2 separate regions of the Sus scrofa genome follow, and region 1 is linked to region 2. A link is a contact called in public Hi-C data. All regions are on one chromosome and are shown on one strand. The core of a region is the stretch at or near the end of the contact, and the rest is flanking DNA. Distances in the headings are between cores, read along the strand shown.

Region 1 (4,763 bases), core at 1,967-4,466, 1.5 Mb before region 2:
AGCAACAACGGTTTGGTGATGTTTTGTCTTTGTCATGTTTTTGGCAGAAGGACACTTGGTGCCAAGAATTAAAAAGTAGAGCAGAATTGGAGTTCTCGCTGTGGTGCAGTGGAAGCGAATGTGACTAGTAACTGTGAAGTCACAGGTTTGATCCCTGGCTTTGCTCAGTGGGTCAAGGATATGGTGTTGCCATGAGCTGTGGTGTAGGTCATAGACGTGGCTCGGATCCTGCGTTGCTGTGGGTGTGGTGTAGGCTGGCGGCTACAGCTCTTATTAGACCCCTAGCCTGGGAACTGCCATATGCTGTGGGTACATCCCTAAAAAGCAAAACAAAAACAAAAACAGAGAAAAATGAAGGTGTTCTCAGGAGAGTCTGAAAAGAAATTTTGATGTTTTTAGTGTGGGGCCGACACTGGCCAAATGCTCTCTCTGTCCTAGATGTGGGTGGGTCTGGAGTCCTGCAGGGCCTCATTCAGAACCATTTAGGACTCTGTGGATATGGGCAGGCTTTATGTACTTAACATGTATGGTTTTCATTGTAGGACCCTAAGTCCAATTTGATCCAGCAGTGGTTGTCAGAACAAAGTGATCTTGGAGTCGTTTCCAAAACTTTCCAGTTGTCTTCCCATCCAATACTTGGTGACTGGTCCATCCAAGTTCAAGTGAACGTGAGTATAGATATATTTGGGGGGGAAATGTTCAAATGATTTAAATAGTTCAGGCGAGAGAAATAGTTCCCAAGTCATTTATTCAATGAACTGAAAAACATTATCTGAACTCTAGATAATTTAAGTGGCTTATTTTTAATTAATTATTACTATCAGTGGGTTAGCCTATATCACATATTAGAGTTATAATCAATGTTGTTTTTTAATGTAACATTTGAAGGTTAAAACAATTCACATTTTATTATAAAACTAATTAAATGATGTTTATTGTACTTACTATATATGTATAAAATAAATATATACTTACTGTATATATATATAAAATAAATATATATATATATATTTTTTTTTTTGTATTTTTTGTCCTTTTGTCTTTCTAGGGCTGCACCCATGGCATATGGTGGTTCCCAGGCTAGGGGTCTAATCAGAGCTGTAGCCGCCGGCCTACGCCACAGCCACAGCACCTCGGGATCCAAGCTGCATCTGCGACCTACACCACAGCTCATGGAGACGCAGGATCCTCAACCCACTGAGCGAGGCCAGGGATCAAACCTGCAACCTAATGGCTCTTAGTTGGATTCATTAACCATTTCGCCATGACGGGAACTCCTGCATACTTTGAATATTTTAAAACTAAGTAATAAATACATAGCTATTATTTGGAAAATTTTATTTTATTTTATTTTAATTTCTCTTTAGGGCCCACTCATGCAGCATATAGAAGTTCCCAGACTAGGGGTCAAATCCTAGCTGCAGCTGCTGGCCTACACCACAGCCATAGCAACTGGGGATCTAAGCCACACCTGTGACCTACACCACAGCTCATGGAATGCTGGATCCTTAAGCCACTGAGCAAGGCTGGGGATCAAAACTGCATCCTCATGGACACAAGTAGGGTTCTTAACCTGTTGAGCTGCAACAGGAACTCCCCCCTTTTTTTCCTTTTTATATTTGGCAAATTTTATGTCTCAGAATGATGACTTCTGATGACACTGGTCTAATGTACTTTATCTTTGTTTTAAGAATTCCAGTGACCTCAAACAGCCATCTCAGTCTTCTGTTCCCCAGTCCTCCTTTCTCCCGAGCTCTCCACCTGCTTACTGCCAACCTCTCAGCCCTGAGATAATGGGGTGGGACCGTTAAGATACCCTTTGTGTCTCTGTCTCAGCTTTTCTCCTGTGCATGTGCTGTGTTTGAAGATTACTTGAATACGTCTTAATTCTTTTCTTTGGAATTTATTAAAATATATATAAATTCACAAATGAGAGCTTTAAAAAATAATCTATTAGAATGGGGCTTCTCACATCTGACATGACAGTAAATAATTTTTTGTTGTGAGGCTGCAGTGTAGGACGCGCTGCAGCCTCTGTGACCTCTAGCCACCAAATGCCAGTAGCAGCTCTCCCCTCCCTTCAAGTCCTAACAACCAGAGATGTTTCCAGATGTCACCAAATGTTCCCTCTCCCTCCTCCATGGAGAACCACTTTCCTAGAAGGAATAATCATTCATTAGCATCCGACCTGAGTCAGATAAACATACCAAGTACTTCATAAGTTAAGTTAAAAAATTTTCCTTTAGTTAGCATTTTTTTGGGCCACATCCTAAAAGCAGAACTAGGTCCCCTTCGTCAGCCCATGGTTTTTGCACATTTGCGTGAGGATGAATAGCTCGCCGAGCCTGAGTTGCGGTTGTGCCACAGAGGAAATGAGAAGGTGTGCAAGCAGTTATGGGTGTCCACAGCAGCTGTGATGAACTACAGGTGAACCAGACATTTGAGCTTGTAGAGAAGAAGGAAAAGGTAGACGTTGGTGAGATGTGGGCGGGAGAAAGACTTGTGAGGAGGTGGGAAGTACAGGAGAACCTCGAGTATCTGGAGATTTGGACAAATGGGATACTGGAGCATGCCGAGGACAAAGGAAGCTGAGGATTAGGAAGTTTATTGTGAGTTTTAAGGAGTTAGGATTTTATTCTCAATTCTCCCTTTTTCCCCCCTTTCTTTTCTTTTTATGGCTGCACCTGTAGCATCTGGATGTTCCTAGGCTAGGGGTTGAATTGGAGCTACAGCTGTTGGCCTACACCAAAGCCACAGCGACATAGGATCCGAGCCATGTCTGCAACCTGCTCCACAGCTCACGGCAATGCCAGATCCTCATCCCACTGAACGAGGCCAGGGATTGAACCTGCGTCGTCATGGACACTCTGTCAGGTTCTTAATGGGAACTCCTCAGTTCTTGCTTTTTGATTTCACTATAGTTCCCCAGGAATCAGCTGTTTGTCTGTCTGTCCATGCTCCTGTCCATCCTCCATCAGATACGTATTGAGGGCTTATGGTGCTGCAATAGGCCAGGAAGCTAAGCCTGACCTCCATCTTCAGGATTGCTGTGGGGAGATGACTGACATGACAGGAGTGAAGTGACTACACAACGGTGACAGAAGGACATGACATGGGAAGACAGCAGAGGAGTCCCAAGGTGCAGAGTCTGTGAGGCCCCTTGGGGCTCGCTTAGGCCACCTCAAGATAAAGACGGTCTGTGTCAGTCCAAGCGCCTGAGCTTTGGGGCCAGTGGCTCCCTCTGGTGGCCCTCAGTTGTCCACTCAGTGACCCCCTCTGCACAGTGACTAGGCAGGACGACCTCAGCCCTGTGGGTGGCAGCCTCCGAGGGATTAAATTGTGCCGTGAGTGCCTCACAGAATATGCACCAGAGGAGAGAGGAGACTAGAATAGCGGAGAAAGGCTGAAAGATTTGAGGTTATAGGTTTCTCATGTAGTGGTTCGTGGCTTGTCATATTGCTTTCATATGGAAAAAAGGTACATGCTCTTAAGAAAATTGAGGTGCTTGAGAAATGAAAAGCATTCACGAAATCTGGCTTTGTTTAATGGTACCCTTACCCTTGAACGCTATGCTTTAGACGTGTTGTTTCTTAAGTTTCTTAAACTTGCCCATCCTTCCCCTGAGCCTTTCCACAGGCTGCTGCCTCTGCCGGGCTGCTGTTTTTCTACTGCTTTTCTGACTCCCTGCCTATATCCTCAGGCATTGTCTGTGATGGCCTGCTCCTCTGAACACAGCCCTCTGTGTTTCTCCTGGTCCAGTCCTGTCACTTGGACAGCAGGGCCTGGTAAGCAGAGTCTGTGTGAGGGCTTGTTCCCCCATGTCTTTAGGACCTATGCAGTGCTTTGCACACAGCCAGAGGTCAGAACTTGTTGCATGAATGCATGAAAGCAATATAATAGCCATTGGTCTCAAACTGAGTATAAAGCCCCCCTTTCCCACCTTGTAAACATCTTTATCATTTTGAAGGCACGCAGATTGGTCCCATCGTTGCTAGGGGTGATGGCATGTATTTCCTTCCAGCTTTACAGAGGTATAATTGGCAAATAAAATTTAGGATCTTTGAGGTGTACTGGGTGATGATTCTATGCTCATATTGTCGGGGGCTCCCCCAGGCGATGCAAAGTGAAGGCAGACGACTTGGGGAAAAAAATCCCTTGGTGAAAAAAAAAGTCCTTAAAGTGCCACAAGGGGTCAGTATAGTCAAAGAAGTGCTTGGGAAGCAGCCTTGGTCTCCAGTTTTGACCTTTCCTTGACTCCTTCCTGCACAGCACTCTAGGACTCCATGTTTACTATTAAACCCCTTTCCTTTAGCTGTGAACAACGATTATGGAGGAAATATATTCATCATTTAAATAATCCACCATTAGTAGACCATATTTTTATTTTCCCAAGGCAGTGGCCCATTCTCAGTAGAATTTGTAGGGAGGAGAAAAATATTTATTTTCAGGAGAGTGTTTTGAAATCCCATGAAGATTAAGGAAAAAATTTTTAGGAAAAAACAAAAACATTGTTAGGAAAAAAAATCATTAGGAAAAAACCTGGAGAGATTTTAGTATTACTACTGAAGGATAATGTATTAAAAATACAGGCTGCACCAAAGCTTTGATTTGTAGAGACTGTGCAGATAGAGTGGTATGTTTTGAATCACTTTTTCCATTTATTATCCTGTTGGTACAACACATTTTATGGGTTCCTTTGCATTTCTGCAACTGTAACATGTTTGTTTGTAGAATAAGAGTGAAGGAGTCCTTTATTATACTGT
Region 2 (4,384 bases), core at 751-3,250:
ATGCTTAAACAATTCCTCCATCCTCCCCCTGGGTATCTGCTGCCTGGTTGCTGTATTCATCAAGCTTCAAGTACATCAAGTTCTCATTCACTGTTTAAGTTGAGAAAATAATCACTTCAAACTCTCACACATGGCCTGGTTTGTAATCCCCACCCAGAAAAGTGTAGTTTTTTGTCTTATTAAATGGCTTCTTTTCTTGTAATTTTGGTGGATTTTGTTTTGGTTTGGTTTGGTTTTTGTAACAACAGCTTTGGAACAAAACCTCTTACTGTCCCCCCCAAAGAAGATTCTGCTCTGACCACCGAAGGTCATGTTCGAAGCAGGGACCGAATTTGAAAACCAAGTAACCCAGGTAGTGTTTATGTTTTTATTAACACGTTTCTGAAATGCAGTCTTGTGCCCTTACGATTTTGATGACGACCCATGAAAGTGAAGTTGCCAACATCTGGCTCTGCATTTTCCAGCAGCGCCTTTTATTCTTGTGGATTTTTACACTGGAGCCAAGGCAAGGATCTGGGCAAATCAATAACAGACTTTCACAATGTGGTCACAGTATTGGTATATTTTTTTGTAGTACTTTTACTCAACAGATCAGTTGCATAATTTTAGGAAAAAGGAATGAAACTGTATGGTGAACCTCAGAAAATGATGATGGGATTAAAGGATCTTAGAAATCAGACAACCAGCTCCCTCATATCACATTCACAGAACCTGGGAGCCAGAGCAGCTAAGTAACTCGCTCAAGATCACATTGGTCCCAGCATCTCAGTGGTGCCAGGACTAGAATCCAGGTGCCAACTGCCTGGTTGGTCTTTTTTCCACTCTTCTGGGTACCCTATTCCTGGCATGTCAGTAATTTTGCAAAACCTGTTTGGACTCATTGCCTCACGGTCTCAAGCATGGGGTTGGACTGGAGCAGTGGAAGGCTTCCTCCTATTACAGCAGATCTGCATCTGCAATCTTTTAAAATTTGAGCAAAACAAAACTTGCCACCAATAGGCAGTGACATATGCAACTGGAAGTGCCTGGCCTACCCAGCACTTTCCAGTACAGCTGACAGAGCTGCTAAGGTGACCAGATACCTTGGGGCCTTGAGCTGCTGCCCCCGAGTTCCTGCAGCAGATGCCAGAGAAGTCTGCATGTGTTCTGAATGCAGGGGAAGGGACCGACCCAGCTCAGCAGACTCCTGCCCTGAGACAGGCAAGTTCTGCTTTTTTTCTGAGACCACCTTTGAGATTCCATGAGAACAGTTGGCACTCTCTCTTCTCAGAGGGCTCTGCTGCTGATGACAGACAACAGAAACAGTGTTTTCAACAAGGGCATGAAAACCCTCATGAAAGTCAAGAGGTAGGCAGCCCACAGCCAACTTGGCGGATTTGCTACAGGAAGTCGTCAGATACTCATGCTCCTCCCTCTTATTACTCCACAGGGGAGTCCTCTACATACACATTTGAGCTGGAAGGGGAAAAAGCACAGGGCAAAACCAGGTAGGGGGAGGGGATCACATGGGGATGTGTGGTCCCACATGTGTGGTCTTCTGAGGAAGTCTTCTACCAGCAGTTCTTGAATGATTGTGATTGCATCTCTTTGGCCAAATCTTAGTCACATGGTCACATTTAGCTGCAAAGAAGCCTTGACGCTGTAGTTTCTTCTGGCTGCCCAGGTGCACATCTATAACTCTGAAGTTCTATTACTATGGAAGAAAAAGAGAAGAAATAATGGGCCTTGGGCACTGATGACAATCGAGGGGTAAATATCATCGGCAGATATTCTGTAGCCTCAGTGCTGGCCAAAGGGTAGCTAACAGGTAAGCTAGGCCAAGCCTTATCCAAGTTATCAAATAGTCCTTGTTACTGAGCTCAGATTTAACAAGACCATATCCAAAATTTTGACTCATTCCACTCAGTCTTGAGAACAAGCTGCCAAGTACAGAGGAACCTCCTTTGTGCTATTGTCTTCAGAAATTCCTTAGCTCCTACTAAGTCCTGGCCCCCACATTTAGCATAATTTGGAGATTGGCTTTACTTGAAAGCACAACCATCCTGTGAGCTAGACAGTCCATGGAAACATCAGGTCCCCAGAGAACAATGGGGCCATGGAATCACCACCGATGTCGTCACTCCAAAGACATGTGTTTTCCCCAGCGAGTCATTTACTCCATTAAAACTTCATTTCATCTTTTCTATCACAGAGGGCACTGAAAGGATGACATGACATCTTTTCTATAAACATTATGTTGGAACACACGCAAAAAGAGCAACACAAATGCAGTTATAAATAGCAAGGGAATATAGGAAAATTTCCAGGAAAATGTAGGCAGTTTATAAACACCCGTGACTTAGCTCCTCTTGTAAAAGGATACTTGTCTTTGTCTTAGAGACAACAGAAAAGTCACAGAAATTAAGAAAGCCTCCTAGCATCCCATGTCAGTTTGAATCCCACTCTAGGCTCATTGAAATGTAACTTGATAAGTTCCTATTGTGGCGCAACAGAAAGGAATCTGCTAGTAACCATGAAGTTGAGGGTTCGATCCCTGGCCTCACTCAATGGGTTAAGGATATGGCATTATAGCAATGTAGTTGCTATAATTGTGGTTGTGCTATAAATGTAGTTGCTATAAGGTTGTGGTGTAGGCCGGCAAATGTAGCTCTGATTCGACCCCTAGCCTGGGAAATTTCATATGCTCTAAAAAGCAAAAAAAAAAAGAAACAAAAAAATGTAACTTGAATATTCTTTGATGGATCACAGAACCTGACACTTAAAGGCACATCCTAGTCAGGTCTAAAACCTCACAGTTTTGCTCTCTGCATCTGAGATGGACTGTCGTAGAAAGAAATTTATGACAGTGCCGCCAATTACCTACTATAAAGTGTGCCAGGGTTTCTAAAGGCGCAGGAAGAGAGAATTTGAGAGGAGACACCGTTGATTTGGTAGGTTTGGAGTAAAAGTCAAAACTAGGTCAACGGAAGAGAAATAAATGAGAGAAGGCAATTTAAAAACTGACCAAATAGGAGTTCCCATCGCGGTGCAGTGGAAACAAATCCAACTGGGAACCATGAGGTTTCGGGTTAGATCCCTGGCCTAGCTCAGTGGGTTAAGGATTCAGCATTGCTATGAGCTGTGATGTAGACCAGCAGCTGTAGCTCTGATTAGACCCCCTAGCCTGGGAACATCCATATGCCCTGGGTGCGGCCCTGAAAAGACCAAAAAGACAAAACAAAACAAAACAAAACAAAAACTGACCAAATAAAAGACACCTGTCAAGTGTATGCCGTACTCAGCTGTGCCGCTCAGTGAAACACCCGGATCAACAACCATGCAATGCAGATAGAGCCGATAGTATTTCCTCAGCATCCCAGATAAAGAAAAGAAATCTGATGTTTAATTAGGAGGTTGCAGGATCTGCATAAAGCCACATGACTAGAAAATGGCACAGCTAGTTCTCAAACCCAAATCTCTGCCAGAAGAGGAAAACGGGCTTCCTGCCCCAGCCTCCATTCATCCTGGTTTCTGGTCTGTTTGTAGGTCATTTGCTGCATCTCTCCCTCACGGTCACACTCTGCAGTCCCCGTCTTTGCCTAGCTCCTGATGTGAACTCTTCATTCCCAGAATGGATCCCACCACCCAACTCTTAGCTGGGCCTGTGATAATTGACCCTGATACATCCTGATGGAGAGAGCCTATCAGATTGGCTTCCTGGGGACTCTGAATTCCAACAGCGTTTGAAAGTAAAAAAAAATGACAGTGCAAAGAAGGAAGTTCAAATATTGCTAACTGACAGTATGGAGGAATTATTTGGACTAATTGGTTGTTTTCAACATCTTTCTACTCTGGCAACCAAAAAAAGTCTCGACCTCAGCACATCTATCCATCTACACTGACACATGGTTTGTTTTTTTGGTTTTTTTTTGATAACTTAGTAGCACGGTACAACTATTAAAACCAAAAATCTAGGACAAATATACTTATGACATTTATTTTACAAGTATTGAACTGAAAACTGCATATACTGCTGTTAGAAATGTAAATGTAATTGGTACAACTGTTTTGGGAAAAGTTAGCATTTTATCATAAACTTAAATGCATACCCTAAGACTCAGAAAACCCAACTTACCCAAGAGAAATGAAAATATATGTCCATATAAAGACCTATGTGTGGAGTTCCCGTCGTGGCGCAGTGGTTAACGAATCCGACTAGGAACCATGAGGTTGCGGGTTCGGTCCCTGCCCTTGCTCAGTGGGTTAACGATCCGGCGTTGCCGTGAGCTGTGGTGTAGGTTGCAGACGAGGCTCGGATCTCGCGTTGCTGTGGCTCTGGCGTAGGCTGGTGGCTACAGCTCCGATTCAGCCCCTAGCCTGGGAACCTCCATATGCCGCGGGAGCG

The links. A called contact is a pair of places that touch in the nucleus more often than the background predicts.
Region 1: a contact with region 2 is called in a Hi-C map of mesenteric adipose tissue, with 3 times the contacts expected there. The contact joins two enhancer-like sites. A contact is called at or near these places in 3 of 5 promoter capture datasets (fetal liver, fetal skeletal muscle and liver), 19 of 47 Hi-C or Micro-C datasets (adipocytes, brain, embryonic fibroblasts and 11 more) and 1 of 2 datasets of contacts at active chromatin or transcription factors (skeletal muscle).

The regions. Positions count from the first base shown.
Region 1 is chr1:92,193,149-92,197,911 of Sscrofa11.1, reverse strand. It overlaps CD109 (CD109 antigen), which reads left to right. Exons shown (of 33, transcript XM_001927545.6): 5 at 543-668. Among named protein-coding and RNA genes, the nearest start is that of CD109, 46 kb to the left of the region's middle. Within about 2 kb of position 3,216, at least 4 of the 83 cell types and tissues checked have an H3K27ac peak or open chromatin away from gene starts, as enhancers often do.
Region 2 is chr1:90,730,322-90,734,705 of Sscrofa11.1, reverse strand. No RefSeq gene overlaps it. Among named protein-coding and RNA genes, the nearest start is that of COL12A1, 12 kb to the left of the region's middle. Within about 2 kb of position 2,000, at least 3 of the 83 cell types and tissues checked have an H3K27ac peak or open chromatin away from gene starts, as enhancers often do.